Linked DNA regions of Sus scrofa: region 2 is linked to region 1. Evidence: chromatin contacts called from public Hi-C data. All regions are on one chromosome and are shown on one strand. The core of a region is the stretch at or near the end of the contact, and the rest is flanking DNA. Distances in the headings are between cores, read along the strand shown. Region 1 overlaps GOLM1 (Golgi membrane protein 1). Region 2 overlaps ARHGAP12 (rho GTPase-activating protein 12).

The links. Hi-C and Micro-C count contacts between places; a contact is called where the count stands out from the background.
Region 2: a contact with region 1 is called in a Hi-C map of omental adipose tissue, with 11 times the contacts expected there. The contact joins two enhancer-like sites. A contact is called at or near these places in 6 of 47 Hi-C or Micro-C datasets (embryonic fibroblasts, epiblast stem cells, mesenteric adipose tissue and 3 more).

Annotation. Positions count from the first base shown.
Region 1 is chr10:29,134,021-29,140,780 of Sscrofa11.1, reverse strand. It overlaps GOLM1 (Golgi membrane protein 1), which reads right to left. Exons shown (of 10, transcript XM_021064635.1): 2 at 2,934-3,083; 3 at 96-275. The coding sequence starts at 3,062. Among named protein-coding and RNA genes, the nearest start is that of GOLM1, 20 kb to the right of the region's middle. Within about 2 kb of position 3,925, at least 23 of the 83 cell types and tissues checked have an H3K27ac peak or open chromatin away from gene starts, as enhancers often do. A contact at or near this core is called in omental adipose tissue and retroperitoneal adipose tissue, where this site is marked.
Region 2 is chr10:42,523,778-42,530,537 of Sscrofa11.1, reverse strand. All of the region lies in intron 3 of ARHGAP12 (rho GTPase-activating protein 12), which reads left to right. Among named protein-coding and RNA genes, the nearest start is that of ARHGAP12, 50 kb to the left of the region's middle. Within about 2 kb of position 3,832, at least 15 of the 83 cell types and tissues checked have an H3K27ac peak or open chromatin away from gene starts, as enhancers often do. A contact at or near this core is called in omental adipose tissue and retroperitoneal adipose tissue, where this site is marked.

The sequences.
Region 1 (6,760 bases), core at 2,676-5,175:
TCCCGCCCAGCTGCTTATCCTCCTACTGAGAAGAAATCGACAGGGTGTAAACGGTACTGAGAACAGCATTAAGAGGAAAGCCAAGCAGGTCTTGCCTTTTCATCCTGGTATAGCTTGTTGACGCTCTCCATCTGAAAGTTGTGGCTGGACTGGATTTTGTCCAGCTGCTCCCGCTGCTTTTCCAGCTCCCCTTGGAACTCGTTCTTTTTCATCTCCACGGCCCCGCGTTCTGCGGCTGCCCTGCGAACCCTGCCTTCCAGCTCCACGATCCGCGTCTGCAAGGACACCATGGCGTAAGGACCATGTCAAGGCATCCCCAGACCAGACCGCCCTGGCCCCCTCGGCAAGGACCACACCTGGGCCCAGAGTCAGCACTGAGTGTAGCCACAGTGTCCACTCACACACACTGTGTCTCCGGGGCTCAGTCTTTCAGGATAGTTGTGTAAAAGCCCCCAAAAGGTGATTCTAGAAAAATGGTGGAATTCACATCTTTGAGCATCTATGTCTTCACTGCATGACTCCATGGAAACACCACCACACCCCTCACAGGGATTTAGGGAGGCTTGAATGAGGCAGATACAGGCATACCTCATTTTATTGAGCAATGCATTTTTTTATGAATTGAAGGTCTGTGGCAACTCTGCAGGGAGCAAGTCTGCCAGCACTATTTTTCCCTGTTTTTTTTTTTTGGCTTTTGCTTTTTAGGGCCAAACTCGCAGCATATGAAAGTTCCCAGGCTAGGGGTCTAATCGGAGCTACAGCTGCTGGCCACAGCCACAGCCACACCAGATCCAAGCCGCGTCTGCAACCTACACCACAGCTCACAGCAATGCCAGATCCTTAATTCACCGAGCGAGGCCAGGGATCAAACCCATAACTTCATGGTTCCTAGTCGGATTCAGGTCTGCTGCACCACAATGGGAACTTCCAGCCAGAACTGTTTTTCCAAAGGCATTTGCTCATTTTGTGTCTCTGTGTCACATTTTGGTAGTCCTCACAACATTTCACACTTTTTCACTATTATTATATTTGTCATGATGATCTGCAGTCATGAGCTTTGAGGTTACTACTGTGACTCAGTGAAGGGATCTTTTAGCAGTAAAATATTTTTAAATTAAGGTATGTTTTTTCAGACATGACAGTATGGAACACTTAACAGACTACAGTACAGTGTAAATGCAACTTTACAGTGCAAATGTAACTTTTCATATGCTGGGAAAACAAAAAGCTCACATGACCTGCTATTGCATTACGTGCTTTATTGCAGCAGTCTGGAACTGAATTTGTGATATCGCCAAGGTCTACCTATACATAAAACACTTTATCTGAAGTGAGCGGGTGTTCAAATATTTAGTTTCCTTTTCCCCATTAACAGAGTGCTTAAACACTCCTTATGACACAATTCCTAAAAAGAGATTCGGTTCTCCAACACTAAGACCCCATCTGCCCAGAGAACAGGGGTCCAGTGGAAGCTCAGACAAGAGCACCACACCTGCACGGAGCTAAGCCTGAGAGGAGGACAACACACTTCTATGGGTTGGGCTTCCATGGCTAAGAGCGCACACCCACCCATCAGGAAGACTTGGTGGCAATTCCACCTCTCCTCTCCTTGCACTAATCTCTCCAAGTCTTAGTCTGCTCACCTCTGAAACAGGGACCATAAGGTCCCAACCGGTTAAGAGGCTGTGTACAAAAGAAGATAATGAATGGGAGTTCCCCCCTTGTCGCTCAGTGGGTTATGAACCCAACTAGTATCCATGAAGATGCAGGTTCAAGCCCTGGCCTCGCTCAGTGGGTTAAGGATCTGAGAGCTGTGGTGTAGGTTACAGACACAGCTCAGATCTGGTGTGGCTGTGGCTCCAATTTGACCCCTAGCCTGGGAACTTCCATATGCCGCACCTGCAGTCCAAAAAGGAAAAAAAAAAAAAAAAAAAAAAAAGACAATGACTGCCATGTACTGGTAAAGAAAAATTATTCTGATCCTTGATAAAATGGTAAGGAAATTTTTATTCAAGACTCTACTGCAAATGCAGCATGACTACTGCCATCACAGGGAGACACTCTGCTCAACTCTGAGTACAGCAAAGCCTGCTGAGGGTGTAGAGTCAACAAGCAGGGGGTGGGGTCAGTGGGTGGAACAGTACTAAGAGTAGGGGGATTCCTGCTAAGCTGGCCTAACAGGACTCTTGCTACAGGCAGGTGGGCCCAGGGTGAGACATCAAAGATAAAGGATGAGTAGCTTGATCAGAGGGGGAAGGATGAGTTTAGTGGCATTCCTTGCTGAGCCTGGGCCGGGCAGGCCAAAATCAGGATGGATGGAGGCGGGGGCGAGGGTGGCAAGGGACAGAGTCCTAGTTATGTGGTGGGCTCCATGGAGCCTGACTGAACTGTAGCCAGGAAGAGCCCCTGTCACTGCTTGGCACTGCCCGACCCACCCTGGTCAGCAAAAATGGGAAAGCTAAACCTGCTATCATCAGTAAATGCTGGTGATGCAGACAGGTACCTCTAAAAACACACTTCTCACACCTGTTACCCAAGTGCAGTGCCAAAGCCACTCTTTAATATCGAGTGTGGCCCAGAGGAGCACAACGGGTTGGAGACGGTGCATCGCGGGTGGTATAAACTGTCTTTCCAGAATAGGCCCGAAAGGCTTGACTAAAAAAATCATTAGCCCACATGAAGAGCATCGAGGGACTTCCTGGCAGCAATCCTAAGTCATAAGGGGGTCTTCTCCCACCCAAGAGCACGGCTGGTGTGAGGTCAGCCCCGGGGCTGGGTGTGGGGCCATATAGAGCCTCCAACACACATGACTCTGCCCACACCAGCCACTGAGCACACACCTCGGGTGGCAATAACAGAAAACCCCTGGGGCCCCACCACCCAGCAGCTTCAAATGCTCCATGACATCCACACAGACAGGACAAATAGGACACCTGGAGGTCCACGCTCCGGGAGCTCGCAATCCAGTAGTTGAAGCCCAGGACGATGATACAGGCCACCAGGGCGGCCAGCACGAGGGGCGGCGACTTCATGCTCCGACGCCCGTTGCCCAATCCCATCATCTCAAAGGCCGGCTGAGGACTCTGCCAAATCAAAACAAACACACAGGCCTCAGGACCAGGAGTAACCATGCCCCAAGCATGCCGTCAACCCCCTCCCCCCCATCACAACAGGAAGGCGTCCTGCAAAGCTGTGAGTGAAGAACGCGCAAGCAGCACACCCAGAGCCAGGGGCCTGGGCCCTGGGCAGGGTGGCCAGATCCCCGGGGACAGGCTTGTGGGAGTGAGTCCCATGCCAGGAACCCATCACCCAGCAGCCGAGACCTGGGCAGGTAAGAACTTCTCACACTGCAGCTTTCTCGCCTGTAAAATGGGGATGACGGCAGTTTCTATCTCCCAGCACAGGCTGAGAAATCACCCCTGTAGAAGCAAAAGCAAACGTTAGGGCCGCTGCATCACACAAGACAGACACCAGTTCTCATTATCCCCCAAAGAAGCCTTTCTGATCGATTCCTAAGAAAGTAAGGTTTGGGGGTTTTTTTGGCTTTGGTGTTTTTTACCGTGGTGACCGAATTATCAACAACACCCTGGTACAGTGTTTCTGGAGCCAAGCAGGAAGGCCTCCTGTGGGGGGTGAGGTCAGCACGGGCGGGGCCCTGCGCTGGGAAGGGGCCCTGGGGCAGAGCCGAGCCACACGCCCTGGCGTCCTCTGAACACTGCTCTCCAGCTTCTGTGCAGCACAGCAGACTGAGGAAGGGGCTTCAAGGGCTGCCCAGAGCATCAAGCTCCTTACAAGAAACACAAAGACAAGAAAGGAGCTGTGTTTTGCTCATGGACTTCAACCCCAGCCTAGGTCTGGCGGGGCCCTGGCGCGGGTCAGCAAGGACAAGGGAGGCCCGCTTCTCTCGATGGCTCTGGCTGAGCCAGATCAAACAGGATCTCATCAGAGGGAGGGCAGCACACACGATATACACAATCAACAGCCTCTCTGAGAACAGATATGCTTTGGTGCCAAGTGTGGCCTGCAGCGGAGGAGGTGAGGGAGCGGGAAACAGAGCGAGAAGGTGGAAGAGAGACCAGCAAGGACTCAGCCTTGACGTAAAGGAGAACAGGGGAGAGCTGACAGAGCAGCTCCCACCCGATGGTACCCCAAAGTGGGCCCCTGGGACACATCCTCTCCCGAGGTACCAGTGTGGGAGCCCTGCATGGGGATGCACAAGCAATTTAGTTGAATCACCTAGAACGAAGCACCTCTGGAGTTCTCGTTGTGGCTCACCAGGTTAAGAATCTGTCTAGTGGAGTTTTCTGTCATGACTAGTAACCATGAGGATGCAGGTTCAATCCCAGCCTCGCTCAGTGGGCTAAGGATACGGCATTGCCATGAGCTGTGGGGAAGGCTGGCAGCAGCAGCTCTGATTCAACCACCAGCCTGGGAAATTCCATGGGTGGAGCCATTTAAAAAAAACCAATAAAATAAAAAGTAATCAATCCTGAGCCTCTTTTATTGCTTCTGGATTTTGTTTACATTTAAGAAACACATTTCCAAGAATGGAGCTCACCTTATCTCATAAAAGCAACAAAGTTACAACCAACTGCTGAACAACCTTCAACAAAATAGACCCCAAACTATCAAAAGAGATATCCTACTCCAGAAGACAGAGAGGAGGCCACACTGAGACAGTAGGAGGGATGATTACCTGATATAAGGAACCCCATACCCAGCAGGGTGAGAGGCCCACAGACTGGAAAGTAACTACATTGCAGAAGTTCACCCAAGGGAGTGAGAGTTCTGAGCCCCACATCAGGTCCCCACGCCTGGGGATCTGGCATAGGGAGAAGGAACCCCCAGAGCATCTGGCGTTGAGGGCCAGTGGGGCTTGTGTGCAGGAGCTCCTTGGACTGGGGGAAATGGAGACCCCACTCCTGAAAGGCACACATAGGCTTTCAGGAGCACTGGGTCCCAAGGCAAAGCAGAGACTCCATAGGAATCTTGGTCAGACCTGACTGCAGTTCTGGGAGAATCTCCTGGGAAAACAGGGGGTGGTTGTGGCTCATTGTGGGGGAAGGACATTAATGCAAAGGTCTCAGGAATGATCAACAGTGTGCATTTCTCTGGAGGTGGCCATTTTGGAAAAATCTGACCCCACCCATCAGGGCTGAGAAGTCCCAGTCCAAACAATAAACTAGGTGGGAACAAAGCCTCACCCATTAGCAAACAGACTGCCTAAAGACCCCACCCCCCCACAGGCATTGAGCCACCTCTAATCACACCCAAAGCCCCGTCCACCCACCAGAAGCTTAAGAATCAGCTTCACCTACCAGTGGGCAGGCACAGTCCCTCCCATCAGGAAGCCTGCAGCAAGGCCCCACACCAACTTCAGCCACAAGGAGAGCAGACATCAGAAGCAAGAACAGGCTACAACCCTACTGTCTGCATAAAGGAGACCACACCACAAATCGATACAAAATGAAAAGGCAGAAAGAATTATGACTCAGATAGGAATGAGGAAAAAAAAAAAAAGCAGCTAAGTCATCTGGAGATTACAAACTTCCATGAAAAACAATTTAGACTAATGATAGTAAAGATGATTCAAGATCTTAGAAATAAACTGGAGGCAAAAACTGGAGGCGAAGATGGATAAATTACAAGAAACACTGAGCAAAGAAATAGATTTAAGGATTAAGCAAGCAGAGTTGCAAAATACAATAACTGAAATAAAAATTGACTAGAAGCAGGGGAATTCCCATTGTGGCTCAGTGGTTAAGGAATCTGACTAGGACCCATGATGTTGCAGGTTTGATCCCTGGCCTTGCTCAGTGGGTTAAGGATCCGGCGTTGCCATGAGCTGTGGTGTAGGTCGCAGACACGGCTCAGATCCCACATCACTGTGGCCCTGGTGTAGGCCAGCGGCTACAGCTCCAATTAGACCCCTAGCCTGGGAACATCCACATGCTGCAGGAGCGGCCCTAGAACAGGCAAAAAGACAAAAAAAAAAAAAAAAAATTCACTAGAAGCAAACAACAGCAGAATACAGGAGACAGAAGAATGAATAAGCCAGGTGGAGGACAGACTAGTGGAAATCACTGATGCAAAAAGAGAAAAAAGACTGAAATAAAGACAGTCGAAGAGAACTCTCAGACAACATTAAACACACCAATGTCCATATTATAGGGATGCCAGAAAGAAAAGAGAGAGAGAAAGGGCCAGAGAAAATATTAAGAGATAATAGCTAAAACCTTCCCTAACATGGGAAAGGAATCACCTGCTGAAACCCAGGAAGCACAAACAAGTACCATATAAAATAAATCCAAGGAGGAACACACTGAGACACATATTAATCAAACTGACCAAATTTAAAAACAAAAAGAAAATACTGAAAGCAGCCAGGGAAAAGAAACAAATAACAAACAAGGGAACTGCCATAAGGTTATCAGCTGATTTTTCAGCAGAAACTCTGCAGGCCAGAAGGGAGTGGCACGATATACATACAAGTGATGAGAGGAAAAAACCTCCAAGATTACTCCACCCAGCAAGGCTCTCATTTAGATTTGAAAGAGAAATTGAAAGCTTTATAGACAAGCAAAAGCTAAGAGAATTCAGCACCACTAAACCAGTTTTACAACAAATACTGAAGGAACTTCTCTAGATGGAAAAGGCCACAACGAGAAACAAAAATATTGCAAATGACAAAGCCCACCAGTAAAGGCATATGTAAAGATAGAAACCGTCCACACACAAATATGCTACCAAAACCAGAAAT
Region 2 (6,760 bases), core at 2,583-5,082, about 13 Mb before region 1:
ATATTATTCAACCTTGGAAAGAGGTAAATTCTGACACATGCTGTGACATGGGTGAATCTTGAGAATGTTCTGATAAATGAAATAAGCCAATCACTAGAGGACAAATACTGTATGATTCCACTTACATGAGGCACCTAGAGTAGCCATATTTGTAGAAACAAAGTGGAATGTTGGTTGCCAGGGGCTGGGGTAGAGGGGGATGAAGAGTTATTGTGTAATGGGTACAGAGTTTCAGTTTTGCAAGATGAAAAAAGTTCTGGAGATGGATGGTGGTGATGGTTGCAAAGAGAAGGGCTGGAAATGATTACCTAATGTCTAGAACAGGCCTCAGCTTGTGAAACTTTAGGGTGAACGGCTCAAAGAGGTGCTAGACTTCTGACCACTATCATTATAGAACAATCCCATTCTACCCCACCTATCTTACTTTCCTAACCTACCCTGCTTTATCCACTAGCTGCTCGGAGAACTTGTTCAAGGGAGCCGTCTTCTCATTGTGGCTTATTATCAGAATTATAATTCTAAACTAAGTGACTACATTTCTGGCTTAGAAAGGACCCAAAATGTCTGTGGCCATGAACAAGCCTGTCCTCCTTGTCTGCTGTAGATTTTCTGGGTAAACTTTTAAGGTTTTTTGGTTTGTTTTCAGTTTTTTTGGCTGTGCCTGTGGCATGGGGGAGTTCCCAGGCCAGGGATCAAACCGGTGCCATAGCAGCAACTTGAGCCCCAGCAGTGACAACACTGGGTTCTTAACCTGCTAAGCCACCAGAGAATTCCATAAACTTGAAGTTTTGAATATTGATCTCCATGGATATCATAGATGTTTTTGCCTTTGTAGCTTAGGCTATAGAACTTCTTAAAGGTCATCCCAGAATTGTTATGTGGATTTAAAACTAATGGACTTTTGTCTTCCACACTTTTTTTTTTTTTTGGCTTTTTGGCTTTTTATGGCCACACCTGCAGCATTTGGAAGTTCCCAGGCTAGGGGTTGAATCGGAACTGCAGCTGCTGGTCTACACCACAGTCACAGCAATGCCAGATCCGAGCTGAGTCTGCAACCTACACCACAGCTCATGTCAGTGCTGAATCCTTAACCCATTGAGTGAGGCCAGGGGTTGAATATTCATGGTTATTGGTCAGGTTCATTACCGCTGAGCCATGATGGGAACTCTTCTTCCACACTTTTTTTTTTTTTTTTTTTTTTGTATTTTTTAGGACTGCACCCACGGCATGTGGAGGTTCCCAGGCTAGAGGTTGAACCAGAGCTGTAGACGCCGGCCTATGCCATGGCCACAACAATGCCAGATCTGACCTGTGTCTGACCTACACTGCACCTCATGGCAATGCCAGATCCTTAGGCCACTGAGTGAGCCCAGGGATTGAACCTGCATCCTCATGGATCCTAGTCATATTCATTTTTGCTGAGCCACCATGGGAACTCCCATCCACACATTTTTTTTTTTTTTTTTTTTTTGTCTTTTGTTGTTGTTGTTGTTGCTATTTCTTGGGCCGCTCCTGCGGCATATGGAGGTTCCCAGGCTAGGGGTTGAATCGGAGCTGTAGCCCCCGGCCTATGCCAGAGCCACAGCAACACGGGATCCGAGCCGCGTCTGCAACCTACACCACAGCTCACGGCAACGCCGGATCGTTAACCCACTGAGCAAGGGCAGGGACCGAACCCGCAACCTCATGGTTCCTAGTCGGATTCGTTAACCACTGCGCCACGACGGGAACTCCGTCCACACATTTTTAATCTTCAAAATTAATGTGCTTCTTGAAGAATTAGAAAATGCAGATTAAAAATAAAACCCAACAAAACAAGCCATAATTCCATGAAATAAATTGCAAAAGCTTATGTAGTCTTTTGATCTTCTTTGCTGTATATATATGTGTGAATGAATACATGCATATATTTTTGTATTTATAGATTCATACTATATGTATTTAAATATTTACTTTAAGTATCTAAGTTATTCAGGGCTTAAGAATTCTTGCTGGACAATCAAAATGATGAAAGTCATCTACTTTTTATTTAAGTAAACTTTGTTTACTTAAGGTTTATAGTATAACTTTAAGGATATAATGTTTTAAAACTTGTGAGTATACACTCAGTTTGGACCTAACAACAGATTGTCCAAGCAGCTGTATTACAGTGTTCTTGTGTAGACTCGTTAATGAATTGGGACATGTGGTAAATTAGAAATGCACTTATTTAGTGGGTTTATTTGAAATAACAATTTATAAATTATTTTCCAGAGTTCGTGTCATGGCTTAGCGGAAATGAATAAATCTGACTGATATCCATGAGGATGCAGGTTCAGTCGCTCAGTGGGTTAAGGATCCAGTGTGGCATGAGCTGTGGTGTAGATTGCAGATGTGGCTTGGATCTGGCGTGGCTTTGGCTGTGGCACAGGCCAGTGGTACAGCTCCAATTTGACCCCTGGCCTGGGAATGTCCATATGCTATGGGTGTGGCCCTAAAAAGACAAAATTATATATAATATATATATGTTGTTATGTAAATACATATATATAAGTTGTTATGTAAATACATATATATAAATTATTTTCCTTAGATAATGAAAAAATTTCGAAATATTTTTAGATTCGTGTTTTTGAAAAAAACAAAAAGGAATAGTCATTTTTCAGAAAATGAAAGGATAGTATGTCAGCCCCTTAAATGTGTACCACATAACTTTGGCTTAGTTTTGTATCTTTACGAAATTATTGCTGTTGTCAGAAACCTCAACTTCTAAGCTTAGATTTGTACATGTGGTACATGCTTTCCATAATTAAACACAGATGCACTTTTCCCCTTTGTAACTGTACCCTAAACTTTTACCCTCTAGAAATTTCAGCAACAGAGTATTCTTTAGTCATCCCCTGGATGCTGATTGCAGAGTTCCATTCAAGTCCCCAGGGAGGGAGATTTGTAACGTGAATGGCAGTGGACCAGGCGATTGCACTGTTGCTCCATCAGCATGAAATAGTAACCAAGTCTTGTTACCTCAGCATTATGTCCTGTTGAGGAATTTTGTTTGCTTAACTGACCAAGGCCAAGTATCTCTGGTTGAATACTTGCAACACAGTTGAATAATGAGGTTTCATCAAGAAATATTACTTTCTAGCAGCCTTCTCCCTTACCTTCCTACTTAAAATATTCTGTGGACCAGGAAAGCAATTACTGGGAAAATAAAAATCTGAGTCAGGGTTTGAGAAGGGATCTTCAGTTCTAGGCTTTGAACACCTATGATTAAGATGTGATCATGCTCTGAATTCTTAAGGGGCTTACAGTTTACTGGGAGACACAGAAGAATAACAGCTGATTACTATGTAATGTGACGGGAAGAGTTAGTGCAGGTGAATACAAAGTGCTGCAGGTTGGCATTGTTCAAATCGGCAGCCACCGGCCAGCCAGGCGTGGTTATGGACACCTTGAATTGGCTCTTGAGGCTGAGGAGCTGAATTTATTTAACTTTATTTCAGTTACCACGAGTTAGAATTTTAAAACTAATTTTTGATTCATCTTTTGGAAAACTTTTAAGACTGGGATAATTTGTGGTCTGTGAATCTACTTTTCAACTGTACATTTCACTGACAGGCAGACGGGAAATCTGGGATGATAGTAGCACTGTGTCGTAACTGCCCTTACCGGCTACAGGGTAGCAAGGCTGGAGGGGGGGACACATGTGAGAACAACAGAAAATGATACTGGAGAGGTGTGGGCACAAATTTGTCATCTATGCCATTTTGGGACAGGGCTCTTCACTGTGATGTCAGTCCACCCAGTAGGCACAGTCTTGAACCACCAGCAGCTCTAGGTGGCAGCAGGGCCCAGCTGCTCTTTGGTCAGTCGGCAGCGGTCATTGCAGGTTCGTGGCCCAGGGATGACTTGTCAGTATGTTTGCGTGGTTCCCAGGAAGGGGCATCTGTCAGGCCTCCAGCTTCCCCACAGGGGCAAGTGGGAAGGGGCTGCTCAGGTTGTTGGCCACGGGGGTCAGAACAGGGAGTTGGGGTGGGGGCAGCAACAAGGTGAAAGGTAGGAGCCTAGAGAAATTCTAGTGTGTGAATGTAAGGCATCAAGCCTCACAGGAATTGCAATGCAAAGAAAACCAGTAAGAAAAAGAATTACCATGAAAATAATATCTATCAAAGCGCTTCATAGCACTGAACTCCCTGAGCTACAAGTTACACTTCTTATTGAAGGACTGCTCTTCTTTTTTTTTAACTTTTTCTTATTAGTTGATCTACAGTGTTCTTTCAATTTCTACTGTATAGCAAAGTGACTCAGTCACACACACACACACACACACACACACACACACACACACACACACACACATTCTTTTTCTCATGTTATCTTCCGTTATGTTCCATCACAAGTGACTGGATATAGTTCCCTGTGCTATACAGCAGGATCTCATTGCTTATCCATTACAGATGCAGTAGTTTGCATCTACTAACCCCAAATTCCCCGTCCATTCCCCTCCCTCCCCCGCCCCCAGGACTGCTTTTCATTTCCTTATGTTAAGTCAGCTTGTGGGTATGCTTGGAGGTCCCTCACCACTTCTCTCTACTTCCTCCTGCTTTCCTTAAAGATGTAGTTAAACCTGTGCCAGGAGCCTTTTCCCACCTGCCACAGTTTACCCTCTTTTCTCTGTTTAGTGCTGCTTCTCTTTTTAAAATTTTTCTGGAGTATAGTTGATTTACAGTGTTTTGCTAGTTTTAGGTGTACAGCAAAGTGATTAAGTTATACATACACATATACCCATTCTTTTTCAGGTTCTTTTCCCACATAGGTTATTACAGAATGTTGAGTAGAGTTCCTCGTGCTATGCAGTAGGCCCTTGTTAAGTTATCTGTTTTATATGTAGTAGTGTGTATATGTTAATCCAAAATTTCTAAATTACCCCTCCTTCCCATTTTCCCTTTGGTGACTGTAAGTTCAGTTGTGAAATCTGTGAGTCTGTTTGTAAATAAGTTCTTTTGTATCTTTTTAAAATTAGATTCCACATATAAGTGATATCATATGATATTTTCTTTCTCTGACTGAGTTCTTAGTAGGATCATCTCAAGGTCCATCTACATTGCTGCAAATGACATTATTTCATTCTTTTTTATGGCTGAGTAATATTCCATTCTGTATTTGTACCACATCCTCTTTATCCATTCCTCTGTTGATGGACATTTAGGTTGCTTCCATGTCTTGGCTTCTCTTTAGAGGACTTAACCCCTGCGGCTGTAGTCATATTCTGCCTGTCTCTTCCTCTTTGCCAGGCAGGGGACTTGAAGGACAGGCACTGTCTTATGTTCATCTCCTCCTTGGCTCACAGTTAGTTCTTAAATGGTAAGTTAGCTTGAAATCTCAGTGCAGTCCTGATTTAAGATAGAAACACTAGAACTTGTAAGTTTTTGTATTTGGAAATTATCAAACAAAGGGTAATATATTTCTCGCCTACAATTTACCCGTAAGTGAAAAGATTGTCTTTTGGAAAGTTAAAATTTCCAGTTTAGAAAAAAAAAAACCAACAAAAACAAACAAACAAGAATTGGAGGCAGTTTTCAGTTGTAAAACTAAAACAAATTTCAGTCCTATTTTAACTGAATATCCACTTATGGACACTTTTTTCTTTTTTCTTAGCAATTACAGTAAAGCAGAGTTTAAGCTGGTAAATTACCAAAGGCACATACATGTCTTTTTTTCCATATGAAGTAAAATAGAATTTAGAAAGTGATTAAAAATCCATTTTGGAGTCTGATATTTTGGTAAATGTTTTTTTTTTTCCCCCCTGTAAGTCTAAACTAAAGGTATGATTATAGGTTGCAGGAACTTGTGCTGATTATTCAGTAATATAAATAGAATTCAGCATTTATGGTGTGGTGGATAGCATGTGCTAAGGAAGAAACGAGAAGTGTAGCTAATGTGTATTCTGCTGTTCTCTGAAGTTTATTTTAGAAACAATTATTGAACTAATGTCAGAAGTAATGAGGACAAATCTCAGTATTTTTGGAATTAAAAAAGTCAGGATTCAGTACAATCTCAGTTTTAAGTTACCTTTTTTTTATTTATGGTTCCCCAGTTTTTCCTTCCTGTAGATAGTGGGAGACTATTTCAGTCTGTGTATAGATAAAAGTGGAACAGGCCAAGTCTTTTTTTAAATATTAAATTAGGTCGTGTACAGAGGTACTGGTCCCAATTCAGTTGTTAATTAATGACAGACATGACCCATAAAATTAACTTTGTTCTCCTTTTAAGGATTTTTTTGGTATGAAAAATCCACTTATTTTTGTTGTTGACATTTCATGAGCCAAGGTTGTTTGTTGAGGCTTAAAAAATATTTGAGAACTAATTTTTATTTGATTTATATATTGAAAGTGCTTCTTATTGTTTACCCTTTTAAACCTTCTTCCTTTGACTTATCTGTAGAATAAGAAGCAGCTGGTGGTAAGGACTTAAGAATTGTTCTTGGAGTTTCCGTCATGGCTCGGCAGTTAATGAATCTGACTAGCGTCCATGAGGATGTGGGTTCAGCCCTGGCCTTGTTCAGTGGGTTAAGGATCCGGCGTTGCCGTGAGCTGTGGTGTAGGTCACAGACTCGGCTTGGACCCGCATTGCTGTGGCTGTGGTGTAGGCCAGCAGCTACAGCTCTCATTGGATCCCTAGCCTGGGAACTTCCATATGCCACAGATGTGGCCCTAAAAAGACAAAAAGAAGAAAGAGAAAAAGAATTGTTCTTACCTTTTTTATGCTTATTTTTTATTTT